Regions from separate parts of the Mus musculus genome. Here region 1 is linked to region 2. Evidence: chromatin contacts called from public Hi-C data. All regions are on one chromosome and are shown on one strand. The core of a region is the stretch at or near the end of the contact, and the rest is flanking DNA. Distances in the headings are between cores, read along the strand shown.

The links. Hi-C and Micro-C count contacts between places; a contact is called where the count stands out from the background.
Region 1: a Hi-C map of the N1E-115 cell line shows a contact between it and region 2, with 7 times the contacts expected there. The contact joins two enhancer-like sites. A contact is called at or near these places in 3 of 484 Hi-C or Micro-C datasets (the N1E-115 cell line and uterus).

The regions. Positions count from the first base shown.
Region 1 is chr12:39,881,805-39,888,581 of GRCm38.p6, forward strand. No RefSeq gene overlaps it. Among named protein-coding and RNA genes, the nearest start is that of Gm40399, 65 kb to the right of the region's middle. Within about 2 kb of position 4,172, at least 10 of the 459 cell types and tissues checked have an H3K27ac peak or open chromatin away from gene starts, as enhancers often do. A contact at or near this core is called in the N1E-115 cell line, where this site is marked.
Region 2 is chr12:39,508,863-39,515,251 of GRCm38.p6, forward strand. Gm34923 (a long non-coding RNA gene) reads right to left here. Exons shown (of 3, transcript XR_381461.2): 2 at 1,874-1,913. Among named protein-coding and RNA genes, the nearest start is that of Gm34923, 15 kb to the right of the region's middle. Within about 2 kb of position 1,304, at least 18 of the 459 cell types and tissues checked have an H3K27ac peak or open chromatin away from gene starts, as enhancers often do. A contact at or near this core is called in the N1E-115 cell line, where this site is marked.

The DNA.
Region 1 (6,777 bases), core at 2,922-5,421, 380 kb after region 2:
CTAAAAGAAGTTCAACATTTTAATTTTGAAGAGCTTCTCTACTTGAAAAGCAAGGGCATGTCAAATGATAATCAAATTTGTAAGAAAATTCAGCCAAGCAGCAAAACTCATGCACAGTCTCAGATATGAGGCCAAAGATGGTATTCTTACCGAGCAGCTCAAAAACCAACCAACCTTAAGAATTCCTCCCAAAGTCAGGCAGCTATGTGACCATGAAAAGTTCATATGGGTTATATTATTTTGCATCAACTATTCCTATAATAAAGGCTTTACAGTTTGTTACAGGTCCAGGGCCACTAAAATGATACCTCAGACAATATAAATTCCCTTAATGTAAAACTGGCCAAGAAAATAAATATAATCTAAGCAAGAATTGTTCAACTGAAAATCCATGTACTTTTCTGCAGGCTTATTTAGAACATATTCCAGCGTCCTACAACCCTAACATAAGCCTCGATTTGGTAGAATTTGGGGAGAGTTCCATTAGGTGATCCATTTAAGGAAATGAAATAATACATTGTGTACAGGTTTTAAAAACTATTGTGTCATTCTCTGATCCACAAGGCTGGACGTGCCTTCCATTCACAAACAGCAATGTTTCGTGTCTCAGATCTACCTAGGAGCATCAGCTTGGTATTTTAGGCTGAATCTGTGTAAACAGTGACAGAGTGTTATTCATTAGAAGCTCAAGGGTTTTGTAGTATCTTTTATTGATGGCATGAAAGATTGCCAAGATGTTGTTATGTAGCTTCTCTTCCACTGTGAGAACAACGTGCTCTATGCAAAAGCCCTGACCTACAAGTAGAAACATGAACCCAAAGCAAAAGTCACAGAAAGTATGCACATCATGAGTCATAGAAGATGTATAGAAAGTGATTTTCCTTTCACGTGTACTTCGTAGACCTAGAAGACTTCTTGATGGAGCAAACTATTCTCCACCAGACAGAGAAGACAATTAACTAAGTCACTAGTGAAAAAGTGAAGATAGTGTTTCAAAAGGGCACATTTTGGCTCAAGACAACCTCCTGAATAGGCAAGCAAGAACTACACCCTAGCATACTCAACCTCGGGGTTAGATTTAGAAACACACTCATAAAGAGTATTATTCATGACAGGCTATCTGCTGGACACTATTTGGCATCTGATGCGGAATAAGATCCAAATTCTGTTCTAAGGAAATTCCCTTATGTGAGAGACAGCAATGCCAAACACATGGAATGCCTCTCTATAAAAATGAGTTATTATGAGTATAACGTAACTTGCTAAGTGTTGTTATAAATTTATGGCACTATCAGGGAAGTGCAGTGTTTAATTTTTTAAAATATAGTGTAATGGAATATTCTATATAAATAAGAGAGATACAAAGAGACCCAGAGAACATAATTCCAGGATTAATATAGAATATAATGCAGAACCATAGTTGAAATGAGCAGGTAGAAGGATTAGGAGGTAGGAGTCAAAGAAATAGGGATGTCGTTGTGGAAATCACACGATGCCACCATGTTCTGCCAGCTCTAAGGCCACAATGGATTCATCTAATCTGTGCAAACTGTATGAAATCCCTAAAGATAACATTGATTGATAGATAATAAAATATAAACTTTAAGTGAGACATATTTTTTACTTTCAAATAGGTTCACAAAACTTATTTTCAGTTTGTTTCTACAAACCAGATTCTGTTCTTTTTATTCCTGACCTAACCAATGAAGCAGAGGCTAAGACTTCCTTCCAGCAAGCCAACGGTGGAGAGAGAGCTGGATAACTGCAAATGCGACTTGAGAAATATCATCTACAGCTCCAAGATGAAGGGCAACTTCTCTAGAGTTCCCTAGCTCTCATGGCTCACTGAGAGGATTAAAGGACTAGGACAGCGGCTTACACTCCTGGCACACAGTCCCCTTGGTCTATACTCACAGGCAATTGGGCCAGGGGCTTTGGAAACTGTATCTTACTTTAAGTTGGAGATAGAAAAATGTCCCCTTGATATTTAAAAAAGTAACTCTGATTTGAGGATCCATAAGAAGCACCTAAGAAGACTTGCTTGAAACACACAGCTACCCTGTCCCCCTTCTGGAATTCCCCATTCAGAAGCTTGAAAAAAGGAATTCGTGAAATCTGTGGTTATAGTGAAATGCCTGTCAGAAAACATTGAAGAATATTTATGTGTTGGGAATAGCTGTGTGTATGTATAGGATGTTTATCATGTGTGTGTGCACATTTACAGGTGTGTGAACATGTGTTCATAGGTCAAAAATCCACAATGGGTGTCTTCTTCAATCACTCTTCACCTTATTTTTGATCCAGGGTCTCTCACTGAACCTGGAGTGTTGGGAAACCCTGCTATTAGGGTCGTAGTCTACCATAACCACACAGCTAGCTCCCTGGGCTTGGCACAAAATGGAAGAGTCCCATAGCCGGGCGTGGTTGCCCACGCCTTTAATCCCAGCACTTGGGAGGAGGCAGAGGCAGGTGAATTTCTGAGTTCAAGGTCAGCCTGGTCTACAGAGTGAGCCCCAGGATAGCCAAGGCTACACAGAGAAACCCTGTCTCGAAAAAAAAAAAAAAAAAAAAAAAAAGAGGAAGAGTCCCTTTTCCAGTGGGGCTTCCTCTTCTATGCCTGATCTTATCTGGGGAACCTTACCTGATCCCCAGCATCCTCTACCTGAGAAATGTCACATAGACTTTGGCAAAATTACATGTTCAAACTTCCTTTCTCCCTGTAAGAACCTGCCCAGCAAGTACATGGAATGCCTCTCCATGCAAATGAGGCATTCCCGGTACCTTAATTCCCAGCCAAAGTACATTCACCTGAAAAGCTCCTTCCTACTCCCCAAGGTATGCCCTTGCATACATATTCAAATACATATACACATATAATTAGGAGGTACAAGCTCTTTCACTGAATATTGCCTAGAAGATCTATAACACTGAAATCCTTGGAGAGCCCATCCCTGGCCAGGCCCCTCACAGATGGACTGAGGTCCTGCTGATTCACTTGTTCCAGCCTCCACTTCATTCTTGCCCTCCCACTGAAGATCGGTGCCTAGGCTAAGGGCTAAGGGAGGAAGTAGAACTCAGAACCACACAGAACTCTTCAATTCAGACCCCGTAAGGCTAGATTCAATAAACCAATGAGCTTGAGGAGCCTCTTACCGACACCTCCCCAGACCTGAGATCACAAGCACGAACTACTGCATTCGGTATTTTGGGTGGATTTCTGGGGACCAAGATCAGGATCATAGTCTTGAGTGATGAACATTTTACCTACTGAGCCGTTTCCGCAGCCTCTGGAAGACATTTCTTCAGTGAAATCCTGACAAGCGCTGACAAGCCTTCCAGACAGCTTCTTCTTTGAGGTCATATCTGATTTATTGCAGGTCCACCCTGATTTACTTCAGGCTCTGAGTAGCTGCACATGTTAAAAATCACAGATGAAACAGATAGGAGATAACTTTAGCTAGTTTGAGTATCCTTAAGTCCTGTATGATAGCTTAACATGCAAATGCTTTGCATCTTAATCATTATAATTATCTATCTAAAGAGACATTTTCTTGATTATTGTCCCTGCAAATTTTTCAGGTAATTAGTATGAGAAAACAATTTTCATTTATCACAGTTACTTCCCAGTGAGTCATGAACTCTAGCCAATTAGAGATGTGTTTCATTTGGGTGAATGGATGTCAATTAAGCAGCACAAGCCGATATTTAGGATCAGAATACCCAATTAGAAACCATGATGCAAAACAAAACCAGTCAATGGACACTATAATAGCTCATTGTAAAGAAGTTTGCAGCATAATTAGATTATTATCTGCTCTACCAGAGACAGATGCTGAAAGCTACATCTCTCATTAGCACAACTGAAGTTTCGTACCACTATGCTTAATCAAAAGCCAGTTTCAGGGAGCATTTTACTGAAAATATGTTATTTATTAACTCAACAAATCATGCCATTCGAGAGATATATAAAGAACCTAAGCTGTGTGCCCCCTGTGTGCTTTGACCTGAATCACATGGTGACAGACAGTCAGGAAGTGGGAGCTAGGGAAAGTTCTGTTACCAGGAGTTCCAGTTAATCCCCAAATGAGATCAGCTAGCACTAGTTCAGTAAGCACCAGGAAGGTGGTGACCAAGATGCTGTCTGTGTGGCCAGGAAGGTGGTGACAGTGATTGTGGTTGTGTAGCTAGGAAGGTGGTAGCTGAGATCTTGTCTGTGTGGCCAGGAAGGTAGTAGCTGAGATCATGTCTGTGTGGCCAGGAAGGTTGTAACTATGATCATTTCTATGTGGCTCACTCCTCCATTCCTGGTGTCAAACATGAGATATGCCATACTGAAAGTATTTAATAAAATAGACCAAATGTAGAGAAAAAGAAAACCTCATGCTGTCCCCCACTGTCCTAATAAAGAAATTCATTCTTCTTCCCCAAGAGTGAGAGTCTGATACACAAGGAAGCCAAAAACAACTCAGAGAACAAAGAGGCAAGATATTAGTGGTGATGGAGACTCATTCCCAAGCTTAGAGACTGGGAAATGCAAATTTCATTTGTACTGAATTCTAGTAAAATAAATAAATAAATAACATTGACAATTATTACTTTAAAAGTTTCCTTTTTAAATTTTGTTCATAAATATGATTTTTTCACTAATATCATATGTTTCTCTTCCCCTCTCACCTCCAACATTAGTACACTTTAGATTCAATGTTCATAAAACAAATGCTCTTATGCTAGACTAAGGATGCAGTAGCAATGCCATTTACAATTAACCTCTGTAGATGAACCCCAGGTCCAGTTTTCCATGTCACAAGAGTAATTTAGTAATTCGTACAAAATTATTATGATCATTAGTAAGGAGTCTGCATCATTAGTTATTTTAAAAACTAGAAATGTTTTAAATAATAGATAAAATAAGGTTTTTTAATTAAATTAAATAAAATAAAGTATTCAGGTAGTCTGGTGTCTATTTGGGTTACTATCACAAAATTCAATGACTCTAGTAGTTTATAAATCTACAATCAATTTCTCTGAGTTCTGGAGATTAGAAGCACAAGAATAAGACACCAGAAGCTCTCATGTTTGATGAGGGCTCTATGCCTGGTTTACACTTGGCATCCTTTGGCTGTAGTATCAAGCAGACACAGGGTAACAAGTCCCTTGGGACTCTACTATAAAAGCACCTATATCTTGGCTTTCCTGACCAAATCATTTACCAAAAGCCAGCCTCAAACAGCATCATCTTCCGATGTTTTGATGAAGTGAAAAAAAAAAATTGAACTGAGGGTGTAGATTACATTCTCCACAGGAATGACTCCCTTGGTTTAATCCTCAGCAGCAGATATACACATATGTACATGTGTACATTCATACAATATGTACATATACATGCACATACATTCATACATGGACATACATACATCTACATTTACCCATGCTTACCAAAAGTTAATTCAATAAATTATAACACAGAACATTACTTGTCACTATTTTTATTACATGGTTTGCAGTGCTGGTGAAATAAATATGGTATGCCTTGCTAACTAGCCTATTGATCTGAAACTGCTTTTCATTCCCAGTGATTTTAGATAGATGGATGGATAGATAGATAGATGGATAGATAGATAGATAGATAGATAGATAGATAGATAGATAGATAGATGAAAGATAGATAGATGGATAGATAGATACATACATACATACATACATAGATACATAGATACATAGATAGATACATAGATACATAGATACATAGAGATTTTTTAAGCCCTTGGTTTGGTTCAAAACCTGAAGCTATCCCAGTCCTTTTTCAGTGACCCTTTGAAGAGTCAGTCACAGACCACAATTACTCAAGGCTAAACACATGCAAACTAGAACCTCCCAAGTACAAAGTTCTCTTCATTCCAATGGACTCGCCTGTGTCACAGCAACTCCAGAACACACTGTCAGCAATGTAGTTTTATAACTTTACTCAAGTAAATAGTACTCAGTCTTATTCTAAATATTTTAAACCTTAATTTAAACTTAGAATCCAGTATAAGTGAAATTGATGCTTCCCTGGGCTATAAGCTTGGGAATTAATCTCCATGGCTACTAATATCTTGGCTCTTTTGTTCATAGTACATAGTGATTTCTTTATTATTTTGAGTGAGTCAAGTATTTTTATTTATTGAAAAGTAACAATATGCTTAATGAGCTATGGTAGTATCACAGTTTCATGCTTTGTTTTGAACAATTTTAACCATAAAATTAAGAAAAGCATGACACTAAAGTTTTCTTGCTTTAAAAAACAATCATTCCTACAGGGCCCAATATAAGGGAAGGTTCTGTCGCTAAGGTCTTATTCCCTAATTCGTTCTTGACTTGTCAATAAAGAAGGTTAGGGACCAATTGCTGGATAAAAGGTACAGGTGGGCTTCCAGGACCCAAGAGGAGAAGGAGATGCAGGGAAAGAGAGAGAGGCTTTTCTGCCATGCTCTAGAATGAGAAGAAAGCAGAAGTCATGTGAGGTCTTGGTGCAGCCAGGACCTTCAGCCTCTGCTACAGATGGGAGCCAAGAATGTCAGAGGGGCCTAGCTGATGCAAGCCACTAAGTTTAGGGTAGAGGGAGAGATTGAGATAACAAATCTTGCATTTCCAGGCAGGAGGTATCTGTGTACAGCAACTGTACCAGGAGGCAAGTTCTAAAGGTAACAGACAGTCTGTCTTTTCTCGTGAACTCAAAGGTCTCAGGAGTGGGCTGGTGGAGTGGCCGACTCCTGAAGCATAAGGCAGGTAAAAAAG
Region 2 (6,389 bases), core at 54-2,553:
TATATTGTGTTAGAGTTTTTTGTGATGTTACCCTTGAAGAAGACCAATAAATAACAAATAAAGCTCTGTCTGTGTTGTTACTTACAATTGCTCATGAACCCGCAACTATCTCAAGATAAAATGTTCATTCTTTAAGAGCATGGTTCTGCCACCTAGCGACTACAAACTAGCAATGTGATTTAAAGGGTGAAAAGAGCAGAGGGGTTATCCTATTTTAGGGCATTTCAAATAATCTGGCCTATGTACTTTCACATACTTGAAAACATTACATGCTTATAGCACTACATTCTTGCTATAAAAATCAGGAATTTTTATCACTTCAAATTAAAACGGAAAATGTTTGAACTGAATGTTGTAGTTTTACACACCATGGTTGAAGAGTTGAGTGCAAAGAGAGGGTGGTGTCTGGATTAGTGGAAATGCCTAAGATTTCCAACTGTTGCTCTGTGATTAAGTTCCGATTCTGCATGTGCGGTGGAGCCAAAAGCCAATGGTAAATGGGGGTTTGGGAAGGAGCTGTCAAAATCCAGACTGCTGTGTTGTCGGTATGAACTAAGGAAATAAGGAAGCCAGTATGATTGTTGATTGCTTTATCAGTTACTCACAATCTGTGTGTTGTCTGTGTATATAAGCAGGGTCTGAAGGGACTCTAGGGATCCCTGCACCCTTTGCTGACCAGACAGGAAGGAGAAAGCGAAACTTGCACTTGTCAATTAAAGGCTGTGATTTACAGCTGACCTCTCTGCCATTTCTGGTATTTGGTGACGACAGCAAGGACGGAAGAAAGACAGAAGCCATTTCCACTCCAGAGGCAGAAAGAAAAAAGTAGGTATTGGCTGAAAGCACTTTGTGTACCTACGTTGACTCTACATTTCACAATATCATTTTTAGCATGGACAGAGTCATGTTACAGATAGAAGAAAAAGACAATAATAAGTAGATAGATAGATAGATAGATAGATAGATAGATAGATAGATAGATCCACAGATGCAAACTGTAATAACTGTAATACAAGAAGGCAGACAGTAATTTCGAAATGGGTGCATTAGGCTTTGATAAGTTTGGGTTTTTTTTTTTTTGTTTGGTTGGTTTTTTGTTTTGTTTTGTTTTGTTTGTTTTTTTGAGAGGCAAAGAAGAAATCATGTTTTCACCCTTTAAATCACTTCATTGGCTTGTAGTCTTTTAAAACATGGCACTCCTTAACTAGGCATCTAAATGGCACATAAGGCTTCCATAGACAATACCTTCCGATGTATGCTTTCATGTGGCCACTAGGTGTCAGCGTAGTACAACAGAACCTGTGCTTCCTACTTAAAGCGTTCCCACTCTACAGCAACATCTTTCACTCAGCAGTGCGACCAATTGACAGGCATACATGGAATAAAAAAATCTCGTTTCCTTTGGGGCTATCTCATTCACCAGTGACTTTTCGGGAAATTTTCCGTTAATAAGTGCACACATTGCAATCAAGGATCTTCTTCTAAAAGCTGTGAGAGCGAGTTTGCAAGGCGGTGCATGCCTATAATCCCAGCATTCAAGTCTGCTCTACTCCAGTCCTATCGCAGAGAAAATAATGCCTAGAGCAATGGGAGTCCCTGAGAAGGGACAGATCGCAGCTCCTGTGGGGAGATTCCTTGGAGAGAAGAGAACAGGAGAGTGAGCACAGGACTGATTCAGTGAGCGCCTGCAGTCTCGCAAATTCTCCCCACTGAGAAGCCCATGGAGTTTGTACCCTTTCTTCCCTGCCTGCTGCTCCTTGTAACAAAGCAGGCCTGGAACACACTGTGTACCACATTGTTTCTAGAACACCACTCATTTGAATGACAGGTGACTGGGCCTCTAAGGGAAAGGGACTCCTTTGTGACTACTCACCTGCTCCTCCATCTAGAGTCAGCCTGTCATTTCTTTGAACCTAGAATGTAAAACACCAAATCAGTTCTACTTCTTTCTGTGGGGCTTTGGTCCCACAGTTGAGTTGTGCCTGAGGAAAATCTCCAGAAACAGTTTTCAGGAAAGTGAATCAAGTAGGGAAAGTGGAGCAACAACCACGCAGGCTTTCCATTTGATTTGCTTCACAGTGGATTGGGAAGTGGGGGAACGGCAAGTTCTCCCACCTTTGCTTGTGAGCTCTTCCCAGGCATTGTGCGAGACTCCAGAGCACTCTCTGAGCATCAAGGCTCCGGTCGGCTGTGACAATTCACCCAGAGCAGTGAACCTATGGACATGACCACACAAGGCTCAGAACTGTCTGGGTACCACAAGTTTTCCTCCTATATAGTATAGTAAATGGCAATCTGACATGGACTGATATGTCACCAGGTGACAGAGCCCAAATTAGCCAATAGTTGGTGGGTGGGTGGCAGCTGCCTTCCTTCACCACAGTATTCATCACAGTACTTGGCACCAGCTGTGGTAGGGGGGTAGGGGGACTTTTATTTACATCAGCTTGTGCTAGGGGGACATTTATTTGCATCACCATATTATCTGTCTAGTCCATCAGTTTCCTCAGTCATGAGAGATAGTGCTAACCTGCTGAAGCATTAAGCTCCTCTGAATGAAGGAGGGGCAGCCATCTACGTTATAGGGTGATGGGGACCTGGCAAGGCTAACAGGGCCACTTGCTTTTGAGCACTTTCTCATTCTGCCTGCCTTTCATTTGCAGTCTTCTAACCATCTCCAGCAGTTTTCTGGCACAGCTTTCTGGGAGCATGATAGAGAATACGAGAGCATAAGTTAGAATGTCTGCATCTACCCGAAACGTTTTAACCTTTTCTAAGATATCCTGAGACGTTCACTTTGACATAAGATTTAAAGGGATTTCTTTGTAAAGACTGTTTCAAGTTCTGTTAATCTGTACTATCTATAGTGATCAGCACCACAGCCAGTCACTTTAGCTGGAGATAAACAGCCCTGTGGTGCTAGAAATCTGAGCACCACAACAGAAAGGAAAGCTAGTCCTGGGATGGTTTCAGAGACTTTATGATGCCGAATTCTCAACATTTATGTTTTCATTTGTCTTAATATTTTACTGTTCCTATATTATACTACATTTTAAGAAAATCACTTACATTATAAATATTTTTCTAACTTTTGAATGTCAACTTCTTGCTGCTTGGGGGATACTTGGCCACTTCAGCGACAAATTACTCCTTAATATACTGTGCTTATTTAAATATGAAAGCATTAATGTATTTTGACAATTTGACAGGCGAACATGGAATAAATAAACTAAATGGCATGTTTTTCAACTGTGAATTGTGAGATTCCTGCTTTCATCTTAAAATGCTTTATTATATTAATTATATATATACATGTATATATATATATATGTATGCACTATTATTGTCTTTCTACAAAGATGAAATAGATGCTGGTTTAAGAAGTTGGCTGCATGTTTTCTCATACCATCCAACATGAGCAAATAAATTGAATACGTGCTTTGAAAAGCAGAAAGGGTAAGTTGCTATAGACGTAAAATGGAACATCCTCAACAGAGACTCCATAACCATAGCACAGCTGGCATGCCCTAAAGAGAACCTGCCATCTTCTGCTACATATGCAACTAGAAACACAGTTCTGGTGGGTACTGGTTAGTTCATATTGTTGATCATCCTCTAGGGTTGCAGACCCCTTTAGCTTCTTGGTTACTTTCTCTAGCTCCTTCATTAGGAGTCCTGTGTTCCATCCTATAGATGACTGTGAGCATCCACTTCTGTATTTGCCAGGCACTGGCCTAGCCTCACAAGAGATAAATATATCAGGGTCCTGTCAGATAAATCTTGCTGGCATGTGCAATACTGTCTGGGTTTGGTGGTTGTATATGAGATGGATCCCCAGTTGGGCAGTCTCTGGATGGTCCTTTCTTCTGTCACAGCTCTGAACTTTGTCTCTGTAACTTGCTCCATGGGTATTTTGTTCCCCCTTCTAAGAAGAAACAAAGTATCCACACTTTGGTCTTCCTTCATCTTGAGTTTCATGTGTTTTGCAAATTGTATCTTGGGTAGTCTAAGATTCTGGGCTAATATCTGCTTATCAGTAAGTACATATCATGTGTGTTCTTTTGTGATTGGGTTACCTCACTCAGGATGATATCCTCCAGATCCATCCATTTGTCTAAGAATTTCATAAATTCACTGTTTTTAATTGCTGAGTAGTACTCCATTGTGTAAATGTATCACATTTTCTGTATCCATTCCTCTGATGGGGCTATTTCTTCATGGCTTACTTTATCCTAGGCCACTCAAATACCCACCACATGTCTCAGTTTAATCACATCAACAATGAAAGTAATGCCATTTCCTTCCAGGGTGTTTTTGAAATTAAGACATACATATAATGACCTGACAAGGGGCATTACACACCTGGGAAGTACTGTGTGGAGAGGCAATAGAAGAGATTCACGTGCAGGCTCCGTCTTTCAGGGCTCCACTCAATGCTTTGGTAGATCATGTACACTGAACTCCATTTCCCTTAAAACAGTGCACTCTACTAACACCCTAACTCATTCAGCAGGATCTAGTTGAATCAAAAGCACACAAGGAAGAGACCACAGAACTTCAAATCTCCCTTGTATCTTGTTTTGTGTTCATCATGGAATCCTGTCATTATTTCAAAATAGCTAAATAAAAGCAAAGGTTTGAGGGGATTTTTTTATTTGGTTTGGTTTGGGGTTTTTGTTAGTTTGGTTGGTTGGGTTTGGTTTTTTTTTTTCCTTTCTTTTTTTGTTTTGTTTTGCTTTGTTTTGTTTTGATGATAATTAGTGCTTATTATGTCAACTTGACAGAACCTAGAGTCATCTGAGTGTCAGGCCTGCGGAAAAATATCTTGATTATGTTAATGATGTGGGAATATTCATTTTGGTGGTAGATGGGACTATACCCTAAACACTAGATTCAAAACTGTAGATAATGGCAGAAGCAAGCCAGGCACTAACATGCATTCATCAGAATTATGTGAATGTTTTCCCACATTCTGTGAGCGCTATCTTCACACTGGCCTTTGACTTGAGAGGCAGGCATACTCTCTGGTTTCAACCTGACATAAGCTTACTTAACTACTTTTACATTCCATGACCTATGCTTTTGGAATCATATCCAGAAAATCCTTGTGCATTTGAATACTCTCAAATGTCTCCTCCATGTTTTTTTTCAATGATTTCATAATCGTGTTTTATGTGTCTTCAATATATTTTCAATTTACATTTGTACACAATGAGAGATTGTGGTTTCATTCTTCTTCGTGTTGATAGACAATGTCTCCAGCATAATATTGGAAAAACTACAGACTTAGTCTGTGCTTTTAGGACCTTAGTGTTTGATGATCAGGTGTATTCATTGTTCTCTTCTATTTGTCTGTGAGTTTGCTTTAATGCTTTGGGATAGCAGAGAAGATAGAGGAAAAGACTGAGAGTGAGAGGACTCTGAAGCCTGCTATGAGATAGTATCTTCCATATGTAACAGAGATATTGCCCCCATAAAGTGTCAACAATACATTTGACTGACCAAGGTCGACTACATGGATGGAAAATATGTTATAAGTTCCAACCTTACAATGGGAATCAATGGCTGCTGAGGGAAGGAGAATCCGTTTTCTCCAGAAACAACACCCTTGATCAGTTTTCTAATCCCAAGTGGTCAGCCATAATCATTGGTACAACAGGAAGCAATAATTGAACTCAATAATGTGTGTGTGTGTGTGTGTGTGTGTGTGTATGTGTGTGTGTGTATGTGTGAAACAGTAATTATAGATGTAATGATTTTAGAAATAAGATGGAAGACATGGGGAGATTTTGAAAGGAAAATGAAGGAATAAAAAAAGATGCAAATATGATAGAACTTCATGCATGAAATCCTCAATTTTTAAATTCAAAATAGAATCACTAAAGCTTCTAGTATGGATAAATGAAATAATAGCAAACACTGTAGAATGCGGCTTCATTATGCTAACAGGAGTACTTTCCCAGTATAAATGTTGTAACTAAAAACTGTGTCTCTAATATTATGTCAGTAAGCTTCCAAGCACATGAGTAGCATGGCCAAGATGCTTTGCAGACATAAACACTGTGACAAATCCCACACACATGTCTCATTCATAAAAACAGGAATGTTTATGGAGGTTCTGAAATAGTTCCTCAAAGCCCAACTGTTACCCAGACTACCACTCCACGGTCACTTGTGTTATGATCTCCTACTACCATTCTAATTATTTTTTAGTGTGCTACTCTATTTTCACTACAAATTTCCCAGCGTTCTCTTAGGGCAATTAACCTTGTAGCAAATGGAAATGATGCTCATCAGATGTACATGTGTCTTCCATCATCTTTTATATTTATAGTAATTACGTTAATTCCACAAAGGAAAGGAAAGACCACTCACTACCCAAATTCTTT